Linked DNA regions of Mus musculus: region 1 is linked to region 2. Evidence: chromatin contacts called from public promoter capture Hi-C data. All regions are on one chromosome and are shown on one strand. The core of a region is the stretch at or near the end of the contact, and the rest is flanking DNA. Distances in the headings are between cores, read along the strand shown.

What was found. Capture Hi-C pulls out chosen DNA fragments and counts their contacts.
Region 1: a promoter capture Hi-C map of liver shows a contact between it and region 2, with 3 times the contacts expected there. The contact joins the promoter of Antxr2 here to the promoter of Cnot6l in region 2. A contact is called at or near these places in 1 of 39 promoter capture datasets (pre-B cells), 2 of 484 Hi-C or Micro-C datasets (CD4 T cells and pre-B cells), 1 of 115 datasets of contacts at active chromatin or transcription factors (thymic regulatory T cells) and 2 of 9 other capture datasets (adipose tissue and liver).

What each region holds. Positions count from the first base shown.
Region 1 is chr5:98,029,637-98,035,312 of GRCm38.p6, reverse strand. Antxr2 (anthrax toxin receptor 2) reads left to right here and starts at 4,296. Exons shown (of 17, transcript NM_133738.2): 1 at 4,296-4,915; 2 at 5,658-5,676. The coding sequence starts at 4,764. It also overlaps Gm42759.
Region 2 is chr5:96,160,109-96,165,978 of GRCm38.p6, reverse strand. It overlaps Cnot6l (CCR4-NOT transcription complex, subunit 6-like), which reads left to right and starts at 3,989. Exons shown (of 12, transcript NM_144910.2): 1 at 3,989-4,042. It overlaps Gm52799, which reads right to left and starts at 4,184. Exons shown (of 2, transcript XM_030254979.1): 1 at 4,088-4,184; 2 at 2,033-3,840. The coding sequence starts at 4,184. The coding sequence ends at 3,224.

The sequences.
Region 1 (5,676 bases), core at 3,047-5,546, 1.9 Mb before region 2:
AGAGAATCTACTTTACAGGTAATTATACCTCCCCAAACCATTCACAGGAACTCGATCAGACATAGGGGAAATTTAGTTCTTTTATGACCATGCCTGATAAAAGCTGAAATAGGCTTTATCACCTGTAGGCACTGAAGATTTATTTTCTTCCTCTGAATCACTTTAGATACCACACAATGAATCACTTCCGATGTGATGAGTATATGAATCACTTCTAGCAGTAGACAGTCCCAGAGAGTCATGTCCATCACTGTGGCTGCCAGGCAAAGAAGCCTGCTTGTAAGTAACACAGAGGTTTGCTTTCACCTTTTTAGACCTAAAAGATGTTTTTAAATGTTTGCCTTTATTGTTACACATTTGCTTATTTACTTATTTGCTTATTATTTGTTGGTAAAGGTAGAGAGAAATAAATTAATTTCTATGCAGATTTCTTGAGATCAGGGTGGGTAGCATTCTAATTTATTTTTGAGTTATGTGTCTATTTGGGTGTTTCTGTGTGAGTTTTACATATACAGGTGGCTTGCTCACAGATGCCAGAAGATGCTTTGGATACCCTGGACTGAGTATAGGTTATGAACCTCCTGACATAGGTGCTGGGAACTGAAATCTGGTCCTCTGGAAGGCATTGCTCTTAGCCACTGGGCCATCTCTTCAGTCCTGCACTTTTGCTTAGAATGTTGTAACACACATCGCAGGTATCAGCAAACATCTGCTAACAAAGATTAGTACATGAATTATTATATAAAATGGAACATGAGTGTGTGTCTTCATCTCTTCCTTTTTCCTCCCCCCTCCCCGCAACTTCCTGAAACTGTGTCCTTTTCCCCATTCTTACAGGGAAAGAAAACTTGGTTTGAAACGTTGTGCTCACCCAAACCCTTAGTCCCCTTAGGAGTGGAAAAGGGAAGTGGTGCTGTTGTCTCAGCTCAACATGGCCCAGAAAGAATTCCAAGTGTATTCTGGCTCTCATCTCCTTCATTATTGCTTGTGAGAAAGCATGGTCAGCAGCAGCATTTGCCAGGGACACTCCCAAGAAGAGACTGACCTACTTTTAGCTTTAGCCCATGTCCTTGGACTCCCCACAGTAAGCAGCAAATCAGGACAGCGGGTTACCCTAATAACCAAAAATCAGTAAATAGTTTTTACATGAACATAATTTGTTTGACTATTGATCTCTGCTGGTTGAGGCCATTTCCTGTTTTGTGGTCAGTCTTGCATGAGCAAGCTAGTGAAATGCAAGACTTCTAGAGCTGTGCTGAACTCATCACCTACACAAACCAACAAAGAACCATGAGTGCCGGGGTTCAGTATACCAGTTACTTCTATTAGCCTTGGGATCCAGGAAGTGCCGAGGTCAGAGAGTGTATTTTGCTATAATTTGAGTGTAAGAGAAGACATCAAAGTCTACAAGATGAGCAGGCAATGAGTCAAGAAACCAGGGGCAAAGGAGCCAATTATCGAGAGTTCCAAGTACCTTACCAAGGGGCAATATCCTGTAGCATATCTCTTCAAATTGCTTCTTGAAAACACTTTTACAGTTTCTGGCAGACTTCATTTATCCCAGATTTTTATTAGAATATATGTGTGTGTGTGTGTATATATACATACATACATACATATATATGTATACACACATATATGTATATATGTATACACACATGTAATATATGGTATTATTTGGTAAAATTACTCAAAGTATAATTCTCTTTTGAATAGGATTAGAGTTAAAAATGGAGACCTAACTGCAAGTCTCACAAAGGGCATTTACTATCTGAATTCTGGGCACTAGCTGATAGGTACTCAATAAATATTCATTGAAGTGATGGTCTCCTGTCCTCAAAGAGCTGACATTGACATATCTGGCTGTAAATCAAAATCATAAATATCATAAATAGAGTATCATAAATAAAAAGTTAAACATAGATGGTGGCCAACAATACACATGCAAAAGAGCAGCCTGTAAGCATCACAGGAACTTCCTATCATAAAGCATTGACTTGTTACAGTGACTTGTGAAGGAGGAGGGGCTGCCTCCTCTCAGTCACTGTGTGCATCAGTGACGTTGAAAGCTCTAAAAGCTACGTTGTTGACAAAGCAAAAGGGGAAGTCACAGGTGGAAGTGGTGGAGAAGAGAGGGGAGGGAGAAATGGGGAAGAGAACAGAATCAGTAAGGAGAAATTTGCACACAAACTTCAGCCCCTGTAGGATTTTGGCAAGATCTGATGAGCTCACCGCCGGATGAAGTCTTATTGTGATTCAGTTTGTTCTTTGAGTCATACGTAACCATAAAATTGTACATATTAATGTACACATTGCACAATGCTTACAAGTTACCTGGCTTTATCTCCTCCACTACTTAGCCTTTTCAAGGTGAAACCCGTGATAACTGGGCTCAGGGAGAGTGGGACTAGATATTTCCAGGTGTGATTTTTCATTGCTACCGAAGTGATCACTGGCTCCTAGCTTTGTCTTGGCTGGGAGAGATGCAAATTAAAAGCCCAGTGGGGTGTGGGATAACCTTCCTTTAAGTTGTTGATCACAGGTGTCCCAAAATCAATACAGGCTATTACCATTACTCTTGGTTGCCTACCGGAACTTGATGTCAAGACCCTTTAGCTGTAGACACCATGCATTTTGGACACAGGACTTTGAGGAACCCATCTGGAACTGACCTGTAGTCTCCCGAAATCTAGCTCTTATAGTCTTAGAATTGATTATGTGAGCTGCCAAGAGAGAAAAGCCATCAATAGTCCTGCCTACCAGTGAAGCCTGCAAGCCACAGGAATGGCTAACATGGAGAGATATGCTCATTTCTACAATATAGGGTGATAACTGTTTTCTGATTGGGATTAAGGCTCACTCCACAGAAAGAAACGTATCTTTCTCCAAGATACTCCAAGAGCCTGTGGCTGTGGTGCTCATGGGCCACAGGAATGAACCTATTACTTTGATGTCAAATAAATGGACATCAAAGCAAACGACCCTCTGAATTCATGTCTCTCTACTTGTAGATCAGCCAGCGCAACTCTGAGACCTCATCAGACAAGTTTCTCAGTGCAGGGGATGGTGGTTAATGCACAAACCCACAAATGGTCAAATCGAAGAGAATAAATGCTCGTGGATTGCCCAGCCACAAATGGGACATACAAATCACAAGCCCTCCTTAACGTTCCAGGACAATCCACAAAGGGTGGGAGTAAGGTGAGTGAAAAGATTCACAGAACTCTAGGTCAGGGGCACTACAGCTCAGCGCTGGCCTCTGGGCATGACGGGATTGCTGCATGCATGAACACACAGCCGCTGAGGTTGTCGCACAATATCCTCAGAAGATCAAGCCAGTCAACCTGCTAGCATGGAGTGGGAAACTTTTTTTTTTTTTTTTTTTTTTTAATGAAATCCCACCGGTCACCCTGGAGCTATGCACAGTAGAAGGCTTCCGAGTGGGGCTATGGTTTTCTTTAAGGGTGTGGTTCTTTGAAGGCTAAACCTACTCCATTGAATGGTCCCCACGTGGACCAGGAGTATATAGACTGCTCAAATTGGAGTCTATGGGTTCTTGACAAAAGGGACACGAAGTTGAGGTGTGTGTAGGGAGGTGAGGGTTGATTTCAGAGGAGTTAGGGGTAGGGAGGTGTTGGGTGTGTGTGTGTGAAAAATATATATGATCAGTACACGTCGCATGAAACTCTCAGAATTAATGAAAAATGGAAAAATTATCAAATAGAAAAAAAAAGAGAAAGAAAAGAGGAAGTCCCCTTTCTTAAACCTTAAATCCTGCGTCACTAGGTCGGTGTGTGATGGATGAAAGGTGCGGAGGGATGAGGCATAAGGCCGTCACTATCCAGGAGACAGCTGGTCCTGAGTCTCTAAACCACGCGGAGGGCCGTTCCAGCACAGCTGGGGAAAACAGGCCGGGCCAGGCTTGCGGGAGAGTTGGATATGTTTAGTATCTAGAGGACGTTTGTTTTTCAGAACTCCTCTCTCCCTTCCGAAATCTGGCAGGCGTTAGTCATCCGCTGCTCAGCACGAACCCTCAAGTGTGCTTGTGTGGCTCGTCGGGCTTCCTCCCGGCGCCCCGCCCTCGGGCTCGCACGAGCAGACCGGTCAGCGCCCACTCCCACCCCCCAGGCCTGAGGTGCCCGGCGGCCTGCCGCTCCCCCGGGTGCTTAGCATCCCGGGCTGCAGAGGCTCGCCCCGCGCGGCGCGGCGCCAGGTTGGGGCAGGGAAGAAAGTTATAAAGTGCCGCGAGGAGTTGGGCGGTCCGAGGAAGAGAGGCGGAAGAGGAGGACTCGGCTGAGTTCCCGCGGCGATCGTGGGGTCCGCGGGTGCCTGTCCCGCAGCTCACCACCGCAGCTAGACGCCAGCCTTTCTGCTCCCGGGTGGGCGCCGGAGACTCAGCGGGAGGCGAGGAACTTGTCCCGAGAGCTGTCGCTGCGGGCCTCATTGTCTGCAGCAACTCTCCGGAATCCGGAGTGGGAGAACTGGACTCTGTCCACTGGGATTTGCCCAGAGTTCCGGCGGCAGCTGTGGCGGCTGCGGAGACTCTCTTTGTCCTCCCAGGACCTCGCTCTCTCTCCTCAGTGGCAGCTGTTGGGTGGCTCTGAGCTTGGAGAGGGCATCCCAGCCCCGCTCAGCCTCTGACCCCCGGGCGAGTCCCCGGTGACTCCGCCTCTTTCACGTCTCTGCTCTGTGAAGCCCGGAGCCCAGAACCCCGAGCCCAAGGGACTGTGAGCCAGAGAGAGCTGCCGGGCCCCGGCCACAGGATGGTGGCCGGTCGGTCCCGGGCGCGCAGCCCTGGGAGCTGGCTGTTCCCTGGCCTGTGGTTGTTGGCTGTGGGCGGTCCGGGGTCGTTGCTGCAAGCCCAGGAGCAGCCCTCTTGCAAAAAAGCCTTCGATTTGTACTTCGTACTGGACAAGTGAGTGAAGGAGGACTGTGGGGTCAGGGTCTCCTGGGGGGAGGGCAGCTCTGAATCAGCTAGGACTGAAGTTGAGATGTGTTTGGATTCTGGGGGAGGCGACGAGGGAACTCTCCCTAGTGTGCATGTGGCTGACTCCTTTCAAAGGCAAGCTCATTAGCTGTACAGGAATAGGGGCTGCGAGACTCCAGGGCTACTTGGTTCTCCAAAGGAGAGGCGTGCAGTGCTTTTTTTGTCCTGGAATCTTTTGGGAAACGGTAGTGTGGCCACCTGCAGCTCGTTTCCTCCCAGGAACTTTTGTGCCTCTTTATCATACTCCCCCTAGACCCCCACGGACATTCTAAAGTTTGCCTAATTTTATCCTGATCACACTGGGAGCCAGGGGGGGGGGGGGAAAGCCTTAATATACCCAATGTGGCTTGCATTTCCTGAGAAATGAGGGCTTGTGTTTTTATTTTGAAAAGCCAGGTCTCTCTCTAAACAGTACAAAGCAAGTGTCCCCCCCCCCCCCCCCAAGAAGTGTGGTCTTCCTGGTTTCCTTGATTCAGCCCAAACACTAAAGTTTCAGCTCTGAACATGGACATGAACAAGCACACTTAACTTTGAAGAGGGGAGTCAGTCCCCGCCCCCTATCCCTGACCCCCGACCTCCACCCCCCATCATGCGCCTTTTAAAACTGAAGAAATGTTTGCCATTAAGGCCCACTTTTTGTCTTTCTGATCAATTTATCTTCCTTTTTCAGGTCTGGCAGTGTAGCAAAT
Region 2 (5,870 bases), core at 2,740-5,239:
ACCAACCATTAACGAGAAAATACCTAGAAGCCAAACCTTCAAAAACAATCAAACAGATTAGGTGCATAGCTATTGAGGAATGACTGACACCTGATGTTGAGGTTGTACTTTAACTTCCAAATACACATATACAGGTGCACCACAGACACGTGCAAGTTGATACTGGCAGGAAATGAACACATGCAAACAAACATAAAACCCGCAATAAAAACAAAACAACAAAAAATATATAAATAGAGAAAGGAGAGGGGGTGATATCGAGGACAAGAGCATAGAAAATGTAGTTCAGTGAGATGTAGAATATGTCAGGTAATAGAAATGTAGTTTAGAGGTCCTATAGGGAGACCTGGAAAGTAAAACCAATACAGATGATCTCAATGTGTATCTGTGTACATTTATGTGCTATGTTTGTATATGAGTGGCCATGAGCACATGTGTGATATGTGTGTGGGGCCACCAGGACACTTTAGCTGTTGTTTCTGAGGTTCTAGCTGCTTTGTTTCGCCTTTTTTGCTTGTTTTGCGCTTATTTTTGAGATAGGGTATGTTACTGCCCCAGGAACTCACCAAGGAGGCTAAGTCGGCTGGCCAGTGAGTCCCAGGGATCTGCCTACCTTCCAGTTACTCTTGGCTCTATGAGGATGTGTCCCCACACTCAGCTTTTTTTGTGGGTTCTGCAGGATCAAACTCGAGCCTTCTTTCTTGCAATTCGAGCACTTTACTGGCTGAACTATCATCAAGGACACTATTTCAGAGTTAAAGTTTTTGGCTCATGTATTTATGGTGCTGGGGATCAAAACTAGGGCATTGTGTGTACTACAGAATGATAAGCCAATGAACTACATTCCAGACCAAGTTATAGTTGTTCATATTCATGAGATGGGATAAAATGCATTGAACGATCTTACTAATATTTTTTTAAGATTTATTTTTATTTATTTATGTGTTTGGTTCTGTGTATGCTTGCCATGTGTGTGTGGGTACCCTTGGGGGCCAGAAGAGGGTGTTGAATCTCCTGGAGCTTGAGTGACAGGCATTTGTGAGATGCCTGCTGTGGGTGGCAGGAACAAGTGTAGGCAGGATTCTTAATGACTGAGCCCTGTGTCTGCAGCTCCAAGTCACCTCTTTAAAAGGATAAGTTTCTCTTCAACCCACTGATGTATAGTTGTACTTATTTACAGAACATATTTCTCTAAATGTGTACATTGTTGTAATGATCAATTCTAGAAAGTTAGTGTATCCATCCAGATAAAGATGAGTAGTCATCAAGGAGATACAAACTGGTGCCCAGAGAAGTCAGGAAAGGATATTAGATCTCCTAGAACTGAAGTTAGGGATGGTTGTGAGCTGGGTATTAAACAGAGCCTCTGAAAGAACAGCCACTTAGCCACTTAGCTCTTAACCACTGAGCATCTCTACAGAACACCCCCCACCCCCACCCTATTGAGCTTTTTTATAAACATCCACATTCCTTATTCTAAATGTTCTAATTACCCCTCCCCTGTCTTCAATGACTGGGAAACATTTACTACTTAAAACTTAAGACACCAGCAGTGAACACTGACCCTGTAAATCTGGGCCTCAAGACCAGCAAGCCTCATCATTTGTCAGTACTCTTTCTATCTGCAGCTGCTCTCTGTCTTCCTGTTATTAGGCAGTAGATGGTGGGGAGTATCAGATGGCTGAGGTAAAAAAAACCGCCAGCGATTTCCATCTGTCCTTCTAGGCATTGTTCATCTGATTTGTGTCACCTTTCATTTTTGGCTCCTTCTCTGAGAACTTCCTGTTTATGTGTCAGCTTCCTCTGCAAGCACTGTGCAGTCCACAGGCGTGAGGACTGTAGCGGCTTGACTGTCTTTCCCGTGCTGGGAAAGAACACAACACAACTGGCATGTATGTGTGCTTACTGTGCAGGACCTAGAAAGCTACCTACAGGCATTTGGAGACATGTGAGACATGTAAGTATCACACTTATCTGACTTAAATTCTGAAGTCTTTATTTTCCCCCTTTGCAACATTTGCTAGTCTTTCTATTTTGGGAGTATGTGTCAAGAAATTTACTTAGTCAGGTGCTATACAGGCAGGTTCACTATTCTGGCCTCCTGGGGTAACTTGTTGGCTTTGTTGTTTGGCTTTGTTGTTTACAAAGCCAAAGATTACTAATTACTATTAGTATCTTGTCAGGTTGGACTAAACCAGTTGGGATTGAATAGACTTCTTGCATGATTAAGGCCATCTTAACACCTCTTACATAAAGTGTTGCTGTTGGTGTGTGTGTGTGTGTGTGTATGGGGGTGGGGAGGAGGGGGGGGGGAGAAGTTGCTAGTAGGAAATAGAAACTGAACCAGGATGGAAAAAAGGTAGCTGGTAGGTTTTTTTTTTTTTTTTTTTTTTTTTTTTGACCCAGAGGGGCTTTTTCACTCATTCACACTTCCTGGTAACAAGAAGAAAATGCAGTTCAGTTCTCCATAAATAATTTGCATTTATAATTGCACCCCCTTCTTCTCTCAAAAGATAAAGGCTTTAAACATTCAATAACAAGGCCTGAGAAAAAGGCAACCAACACGGTGCCTTAAGAGTGCTGAAAACAACATATATTTGAGAATAAAACATATTGAATCGACTCTGGACCGGCGTCGGTAAATACCCAGCACAGAGCCATGCGCCGGGAGAGACGGAAAAGTGCAAAATCCAAGGCAGCACTCTGCCTTGCAGAGCACATGCAATTTGCTTCTAGCTTTGTTGGAAGAAGCTTCAGGTGGCACAAGTAAAATCCTCCGGACTTAAAATAGCAAGCTCCATTCACACGGTAACCAATAATATTTCCAGTTTACACTTAAATGTTTTCACTCCGTAACCGCCGCAAACTGCCAAATACAATTTTATCGCGAGAGAGGATTAAAAATAGGACGGGGTTATCGCAGAGCGTCATAGGCTTTTAAACCCACCTCCCGCCATGCAATTTACACATGCTGTTTTTAAAAAGAAGAAGAAGAAGTCAAGAAACCCACTGAGGACGTCAGAAAACATTTCCTTGGGTCGTTCCACCTCACCTGAGGTCTCCTTAATTAACCACCCAGAATGCCCTGAGCTCTGCTGTGGGCCTGCGTGGGCCAGCGTCAGGAAACAGTGCAAGCACCCGCGTGTCCCTTCCCCATCCCCAGCATCAGCACCTAGGTTCTGCTAATCGTACGAGTCTTCTCGGCTTCTACCCTCCACTCAATCTAATAAAGCAGTTTTTTTTTTTTTCCCAAAACACCAGCGAGGGCGACGGTAAGAAGCGAGCCAGGCGCTTGGCCGTCCCGCGCGCACGCGCAACTCCCGAAGCGCGGCGCGCCGGGGCCCCGCCCCCTTCCCCTCACCCCACCCCTCGGCGCCGGGGAGTGACTGACTCCCGCCAGCCCCTCCACGTCAATCAACTCTCCTCCTCCTCCTCCTCGCACTCTCTGCACCTTGTTATTAATCTCTAAAGCGATAGCGCCTGGACTTCTCTCCCCGGCCCTCGGGGTTGTGAGCGTGTGTGAATTAGAGCGAAGGCATCGAAAGCTCGCGTCTCTCTCTCTCTCTTCTCCCTCTCTTTTTCTCTCTCCTCGGCCCCGGCCTCGGCAGCGACCCGGCTCGGCATCGACCCCCGCGGCGGCGGCAGCCTCAGCGCCAGGAGGCCAAGGCCAAGGGCGGGCTCCGCGAGGCTTTCGCAGCGGCGTCTCCGGCGACCGCGGGCCCTCTCCTACGCGCCCCGGTCGCCCCGGTCCTGCGCGGCGCGGCCCGCGTCCCCCCTCCCCGCCCCCCGATCCGTCTGCTCTGCGCTCCCTTCGGCCGCCCTCCGCCGCCTCGGTGGTTCCTCAGGCGGCCCGGCCCGGCCCGCCCGCCCCGCGTCCCCTCCGGCCGGTGCCTCTCCCCCCGGCGGGCTGCCTGCATGTCTTTACTGCCCTCAGCCCCGCCGCCACCGCCGCCGCCGCCTCCCCCGCCGCCGCAGCCCCAGCAGCAGCCGCCCCGCCGCCGCCGCCGTCGCCGCCGTCCGGACCCTGGCGCGCTGAATGCAGGTGAGGAGGGGGCGCGGGCCTCGACTCCCGGCCCTGCGCGCTCGCCTTCCGGGGCCCGGCCTCCCGCCGCCGCCGCGGCCCCTCGGGGTGAGCGGGCGGGCGTGGGTGTTTGTGTTTGCGTCTGAGGTCTGGAGGGGAGCATCTGTGGGGCCCTGGTGCGCGCGCGCGTGTTTGTGTGTGTGTGTTTCCCCAGCCGCGGGGAAATGGCTGCTGGTGCTCGTTCAGGGCCCGCGGAGGAGAATGAGGTAGAGTGTTTCCGTGCCTCGGAGTCGGACCGGGAGTGGAGCGAGGGGGAGCGCGTCTCCCCGGGGAAGTGAGGTGGGCGAGGGACGAACGTGTGTGGGTGTGTGAGTTGGGACTTTGGCGGGCGGGAGGCGGCCCCGCGGCGAGTGGGTGTGCGTGTGTGTCGCGTGTGTGTGTGTCTGCGTGTGTGTGTGTCGGGCGGCGGGAGCCGGCCCGCGTCGCCTCAGGGGGCGCGGGTTCCAGGCCGTGTGCGTGTGGGGAGGGGGACGGAGTCGGGGACCCCAGAGCGTCGAGGTCCTTCCGCTTCGAGGCCGGGGCTCAGAGCCTCACAGGTGAGAACGGCTCGGCGGGAACCCACGCCGTGGACGCGGGAGGCAGTGCGGCCCCCACGGCGGCGGGCGGCGGGCAGCGGGGGCTCGGGCCGCGGTTCCCGAGGCCGGGGCCGCGGCAGGAAGCGCGCCGGCCTGCAGCGCGGCCTAACCGTCTTCGCGCCCGGTGGCCTCCCCAGACGCTCCTGGGACTCCGTCCTCGCGCGGGCCCCGGGCGCTGCCCCGGGCCTGGCCAGGTGAGGGTCGGGGGCGGGACACGCGGATCGTGGTCGCCTGTGCCGCCTCCGCGTCTCCCAAGGGGAGAGGAAGGCATATTTTGGCGTTCTAACTGCAGGCCTTCCCAGGCTGGCGTGGGGAACCCGAGGGAAAGTGAATCAAAACAGGAAATCTCGGAATTCGTGGGGTTCGGATCTCCTCTTTCCGTCCGTCCTTTAAGGCTGTGCGAGCAGAGGCTTGAGTAAATACGTTCTTTGTTGTTGCAGTTGTTGCAGCGGATACTTTATCGTTGGTTAGATTTTTCACTTCCCTGGAAATCACTCTGGAAAGGCAGAGAGGAAGAAAGGGAAACTGGCCTTGTTGGCCTGTGGTGTTGGTGGGATTGGATCAATTTTGTGAATTTGAAATGGCTTATATCCTGCCTCCTAGAGGGAAAGGCGTGGACACAGAACTGAGGAGGTCAGTGAGGAAGAGGAAGTTCCCGGAGCTGTCATCTTAACCCTACCGGCGGCTTATTTAGCTTAGACTGTTTAGGCGGATTGTGTTCAGGAGTTTAGCTGAGCTGTTTGTACACAGTGAAGGCACGCTACAGCAGTTTTAGATGCTATCTTACTGATTCTCGTTATCTTAATTCTCCATGGAGATAGTCATGTGCAACCAAACGTGTTTTTCCTTAAGTCTCCCAAACCTAGATCATCAGCCTCTATGGTCAATTTATTGTGTGCTCCTGGAAAGCTATCTCAAAACAAAAAGCGGAAATAAAGGTAAATCTGCCACTGAGTGAATAGGGCATTTCAGAACTGTATGTAAACGGTATTTTAGTTGCCGACTAACCTCACTTTTTATATTTGGGTCTAGTTAGACCACACAGCTAGACCTTGACTGTGGGTGGAGTCACACAATACTGTATCATTTGAAGCTTTTAGGTCGTGGTCACTGTAATGACCAGAGATTGCTCTTTTCTGAACCTAGGCTCACAGAGAAACAGTATGTTCTTCAATGGGAGGGTGGGGGTGGGGAGAGGAGAAGTAAAAAGCTGT